Regions from separate parts of the Mus musculus genome. Here region 1 is linked to region 2. A link is a contact called in public HiChIP or PLAC-seq data. All regions are on one chromosome and are shown on one strand. The core of a region is the stretch at or near the end of the contact, and the rest is flanking DNA. Distances in the headings are between cores, read along the strand shown. Region 1 overlaps Rxfp1 (relaxin/insulin-like family peptide receptor 1). Region 2 has its middle 3.2 kb from the start of 4921511C10Rik.

Region 1 (2,700 bases), core at 100-2,599, 500 kb after region 2:
TTACTTTAAAAAATTATGTGTGTGCATGTAGGCCAAGAAAGAAAAGCAGATTTCCTGTAGCTGGAAATACAGGCAGTTTTTAGACTCTGGTGTAGGTGCTAGGCTCAAACTCTGGTCCTCTGGGAGAGCAGCAAGTGTGCTTAATTACTAAGCCAATCTCTCTAGAGCCTGTATTAGTTACCTTTAACGTTCATTGCTATGACAAAATGTCTAACACAAGTGATTAAAGAAGGACGGGTTTCTTTTGGCTCACAATTTGAGGGTACAATCCAAACTTGGTGTAGCAGGAGTCTGAGCAGCTGGTCGTATTGTAATTATGTTTAGGGGAGAGATCGTCCTGTATATACATCTCACTCCCCCACCCCTTTTTTTTTCTGAGACAGGGTTTCTCTGTATAGCCCTGGCTGTCTCACTCTGTAGTCCAGGCTGGTCTCGAATTTAGACACAGGAAGGGGCTTTACACGTTTAGGATACGTGATCTCACCCCAATTAACCCCATCTAGAAACCCCCTCACAGCTGTTCCCAGAGGTTTGCCTCCCAGATGATTCTGGATCTTGTTAACGGGACAGTTTTAGTCAGCCATTAAAATTACAGACCGTACTGGATCCCAGCTCACAAAGACCTGTCTGCCTCTGCTTCCTGCATGCTGGAGTTTTGAGTTAAGCTTTACCTTGAATTTTTCTTAAGGAAAAACTTTCTCTCCCACTAAAAAAAAAGATGTTTTATTTGACGATATACTTTTAACTGCCAATGATCATTTTAAAAGTTACTGCATAGTCATCTCATTTAGATAGTCTAATATATTTTATTTTATACAGTTGGAAATATATTTAATATGGCTTCTTCAAATATGCATGAAGTTTGTATATTCTGAAAAGGCCAAATTTCTGGTTTAATTTAATTAGCATTAGCAAGAATTTACATATGGATGTCTTAATAATGAGCAGCCCTGGGAGCATAAAGATACTCAAAAAAGAAGAAAAAGAAAAAAAAAAACCCAAACAACCCACAGCTGGCCAAGGAAATGAGAACAACGGGAGTCAGAAATAACTCAAGTTCTGAGTTTTTATCACCTGACTCTACAGATGGTGATGAAATTCTGCTGCTCTTCCTGAGCCTTCCAGGCTGCTCTAGCCTGGAGAGACAACACCACCACATACTTGGACATCTTAGAGGTTTGAGTTTCTCAGTGAGCTCAGACCAGCCTGGGCTTTACGGTAGACCTTACTTCAAAACAACAAACAGACAAAACCAAAACGAGTAGATCCTGAGGCAAATCAGCTGTGTGCCAACACGAGCGAGCGAGCGCTGAATTCCAGTCTTGGTCTGGTTAGAGCAGCCAGGCCCTGCTGCCTGGGGCTCAGCCCCCTCACTCACCGCAGTGGTCCTCATCAGCTCGGTTCCCGCAGTCGTCCACACCATTGCAGTGAAGCAGCTGAGGCAGGCACCTGCTCATGTTCCCACAGGGGAAGGAGCCGAGGGGACAACTGACATCCTGTGCACTTCCGAGAGTGACTGGGGGCAGAGGGAGAGAAATACGACAGTTGGAAAGGGTAATGTAGCACCCAAAGTAGGCCCCATCAATGCTCCCACACGTTTGTCCCTGATCTGGTTAGTGTAGAAACATGGCATCGCTATCACCAGGGCCCATAGCTGCTTTCCAGTGCCTCTGCCTCACGAGGGAGCTCTTACCAGCTTCTTTTCCTAGGGTTCTCTTACCAACTCCTATTTCTTAGTCCACTGTCCTCACCCTCCTTCGAGTGACAAAGTGGTGAGGATTGAACCTATGACCTACTTCATGCTGGACAAGTAGTCTATCACTAAACTTTGTTCCCAGCTCCCAACTCTGGGAAGGTTTTCTTAGCTTCCCCTTTAATGAACGCATGTTCATTTAACTCCAGTTCTATTCCTCTCTTCTATAGAAACCTTTCAGTTGTTTTGTTTGTTTGTTTGTTTGTTTGTTTTTGTTTTGTGTGATGGTTTGTATATGCTCAGCCCAGAGAGTAAGTAACACTATTAGAAGGTGTGGCCCTGTTGGAGTAGGTGTGTCACTGTGGGTTTGGGCTTTAAGACCTTTATCCTTGCTGTCTGGAAGCCAGTATTCTGCTAGCAGCCTTCAGATGAAGATGTAGAACTCTCAGCTCCTCCTGTACTATGCCTGCCTGAATGCTGCCATGTTCCTGCCTTGATGATAATGGATTGAACCTCTGAACCTGTCAGCCAGCCCCAATTAAATGCTGTCCTTATAAGAGTTGCTTTGATCAGGATGTCTGTTCACAGCAGTAAAACCCTAAGACATTTTGTTTTTTTAAATCAAGCATTTACTGTGTCTTTCCCATGGCCTCAGAATCAAGGCTGCTCTGGTTTGAGGGCATGGAGAAGCAAGCGCCACCTGCTCATTTGTGTATCGGATGTTCCTAAGTGTGAGGCCCTGGCAAGACTGTGCCGGGCATTGGCTAACTCCCAGCTGCCGTCCTGGCAAGGGCTGTTCTCCATTGTAAGGACACAACTGAATAAGTCAATAAGTGATTCCCAAATGAGGCGCACCAAGAAATGAAACCTGAGCTCTCGTGGCATAACTGCTGGGATCTGTAAGGTGGGCTTCTGAGAACCGGGTCTGACTAAACGGAGGGGAAAACAAAGAGAAGAACCTGGGCAGCAAGAGGAGGTAGGGATGTGGGGGAAGATGAGCATGGGTG
Region 2 (2,700 bases), core at 104-2,603:
ATATATATATATATATGAGTACACTGTCGCTCTCTTCAGACAGAACAGAAGAGGGCATCTGATCCCATTACAGATGGTTGTGAGTCACCATGTGGATGCTGGGAATTGAACTCAGGACCTCTGGAAGAACATTCAGTGCTCTTAGCCGCTGAGCCATCTCTCCAGCCCTGCACCTAATTCTAAATGGCACAAATGTCAGCGACTAAGACAGCCCGGTCAAATGCATTCCACTTAATACTACTAGGATATGAACAGGCATTGCCAGCAGGTATAAAAACAAACACCAAGGATGTGTAAAGACACTGACACACCTCTAAGAAAAATGATAACCAATAATCACTGTCGGTGAACTAGGGTTGTGTAGACAGGAGCACTGGTGGGCTCTGGTTGCTACGATCACAGGACGGTGGCAGGTGGTGATTGAGAGTTCATGGCCATATGCAAGACCATTATTATTTTAGGGATGCCATGGTATAAAAGGGGAAATGTTGGTGACTTAGGCAAGAGGGGTAGCTGCAAAAACCCCAAGATCTGGCTTCAAGTCCAGATGCCACACTAGGTTCTGGGAGCTAGACTGATGGGCAATCTCCTCAAAGCTCCATTTCCTGTATGTGGGGTAATGAGAACTGCTGCTCGAGAGACAAACAAATTAATTCATTAAACAAATCAATGCATATCAAGCACTTACTAGAGCATGCAGGAGGTACCTGCTATACGCATGCCACCAGCTCCCTGGGAAATCACATGTCAGAGGAGAAGGACAAAATGACCAAAAACAAGTGTCTCCCCTTATGGAACTGCCTCAGTATCCATAACGTTCACTGAGGTTCCCGGCTGGGCGGCTGCAAGCCTACTCCACAGGCTCCACAAGGAAGCAAGCACTACACCACCTACAGCTCAGTTTCTTCAGAAGTACATTAAAAGCACTTTTCTCCCTGTGGTCAGTTCTTGGTATCAATTACTCCTTGGTCAGCTACTACACATACTTTGCCATTGAAACATTTACAACACCTGCATGAACAGCCAATAGTGTCATATGCTACAGCCTAAGAAATTATGCCAATTCCAACCCACCAACTTCTCCAGAGCCTAGCCCTGCCTATGTGTCTAGGCCCTCCCTCCTTCATCTTTCTGCAGTTAGGCTCTCAGCTACTTGTTTTTGCATCCACTCGCCTTGACATAACCTTTCTGTTCCCATGCATCCGTGGGCATGGCCTTTGGGGGAGTGTGAAGGGTTGGCGGCATTTGGTCATAACGCTTTGTTGCTTGAAAACCAGCCACCAAGCTACACATTAAAGGAGACCTAACGGGCTGGAGACATGGCTCAGCAGCTAGGGAGTCTTACTTCCTCAGAGACATCAGCTTCTGTTTCCAGTGACAGACTTACACGAAGTCAAGTGCACCCCTTCATTTTCACAGAGCACCTCACAACTGTCGCAGCTTCAAAGCATTGAGTGACGCCTTCCAATCACATCCCTGACAATCTGCTGGTCCCACCTGCATCTCTGACATACCATTAATAATGCGCCCCCCCCTACCCCCACCCCAAGGTCTCTGTAGTCTATGGAACACAATTCTGAGACCTAACCTCAAAGGGCTCCAACATCTGAGGGCTCTCTCCTCCCTCCCATCTTTCTATCCCAATTTTGACATGTTTCCTGTTGTTCCATTTTCTGCCTCAGCTATAGGTCACAAACTCCTTCAGAGGGTAGCTGTCTTTCCTCTCTTTCTGTAAGCGCTCCCTATAACCTGCCTGAGAAGGAGTAACTATTGAGTAGGTGCTGTAAGAAGCAGGACGGAGTCAGCACAGGCCATCACAGTAAATATCACCCGCTAGTGAGAACAGTAGAGTGCCTTTAGACTTCGAATGCCAATGTGTGCTCTTCTGGACTCGCCACCCTCTTTTAAAAGCCAGGTGTTAGTCTTTAAAAAATACAACCCACATCTTTTAAAAACAGTAGTACAATTTTAAAAATAAAAGATGTAGAAGTTCATCTGCCTGTTCCTAGACTGAACCACCTGCTGTGGCGAGATTTGTTTGTTATAGCAGGATGGCTACCACTCACTTCCTGTTTCACGAGGACAAGAAGGGAAAATATCCACAATACAAAACCGCATCTCTACCACACTGGAGAGGTGTAAACACAAACGTGAACTAGCCATTTTACTACTGCAAACAGTTAGGATGTCTCAAATTTCTCACTATGGAAAGTGAGTTAGCTTCTCTAATCCCCCCAGAAAGGCCAGGTTAACTGAGCCAGCTGCTGCTAATCCTCTGTGACACTTGAAGGATTTGGCCACTGCACCATACAACATATCATCAGAAAGGAATACCTACTAGTATAGAACTTCATTAGCTTCGTGTCTCTCATATCTCACAGTTTCGCACATTAACCTGTAAGAGAGAAGGAGACTGAAGTCACGCATTTGCCATTGAAACAACTCGAATGAGCCACGGGGTGATATTTCAAGTTTACTACTTCATATGCTCATTTAAATTATTTACCTTCAAAAACGGGTATCGATGGCAGTAGAGTTCAACAAAGCAAATTAAAATCTGCCCCACCTGTTTCCCCAACACACAGTTCCACCCGCACACTAGAAGATGAACCATCTAATGGGAGCCAGGCTCCCACGTGCACTTTATGGGGGAGCTATTTCATACTTTGTAGATGGCATGCAGTCACAGCATGTTCTCCA

Evidence for each region. HiChIP or PLAC-seq counts read pairs in DNA pulled down with a chosen protein or histone mark.
Region 1: a contact with region 2 is called in a CTCF HiChIP or PLAC-seq map of large pre-B cells, with 4 times the contacts expected there. The contact joins two enhancer-like sites. A contact is called at or near these places in 4 of 39 promoter capture datasets (cranial neural crest, frontonasal cranial neural crest, hematopoietic stem and progenitor cells and 1 more) and 1 of 15 datasets of contacts at CTCF or cohesin (large pre-B cells).

What each region holds. Positions count from the first base shown.
Region 1 is chr3:79,704,197-79,706,896 of GRCm38.p6, forward strand. It overlaps Rxfp1 (relaxin/insulin-like family peptide receptor 1), which reads right to left. Exons shown (of 18, transcript NM_212452.2): 2 at 1,379-1,516. Among named protein-coding and RNA genes, the nearest start is that of Rxfp1, 32 kb to the right of the region's middle. Within about 2 kb of position 1,350, at least 15 of the 459 cell types and tissues checked have an H3K27ac peak or open chromatin away from gene starts, as enhancers often do.
Region 2 is chr3:79,208,353-79,211,052 of GRCm38.p6, forward strand. It overlaps a transcript of Rapgef2 not described here. Among named protein-coding and RNA genes, the nearest start is that of 4921511C10Rik, 3.2 kb to the right of the region's middle. Within about 2 kb of position 1,354, at least 8 of the 459 cell types and tissues checked have an H3K27ac peak or open chromatin away from gene starts, as enhancers often do.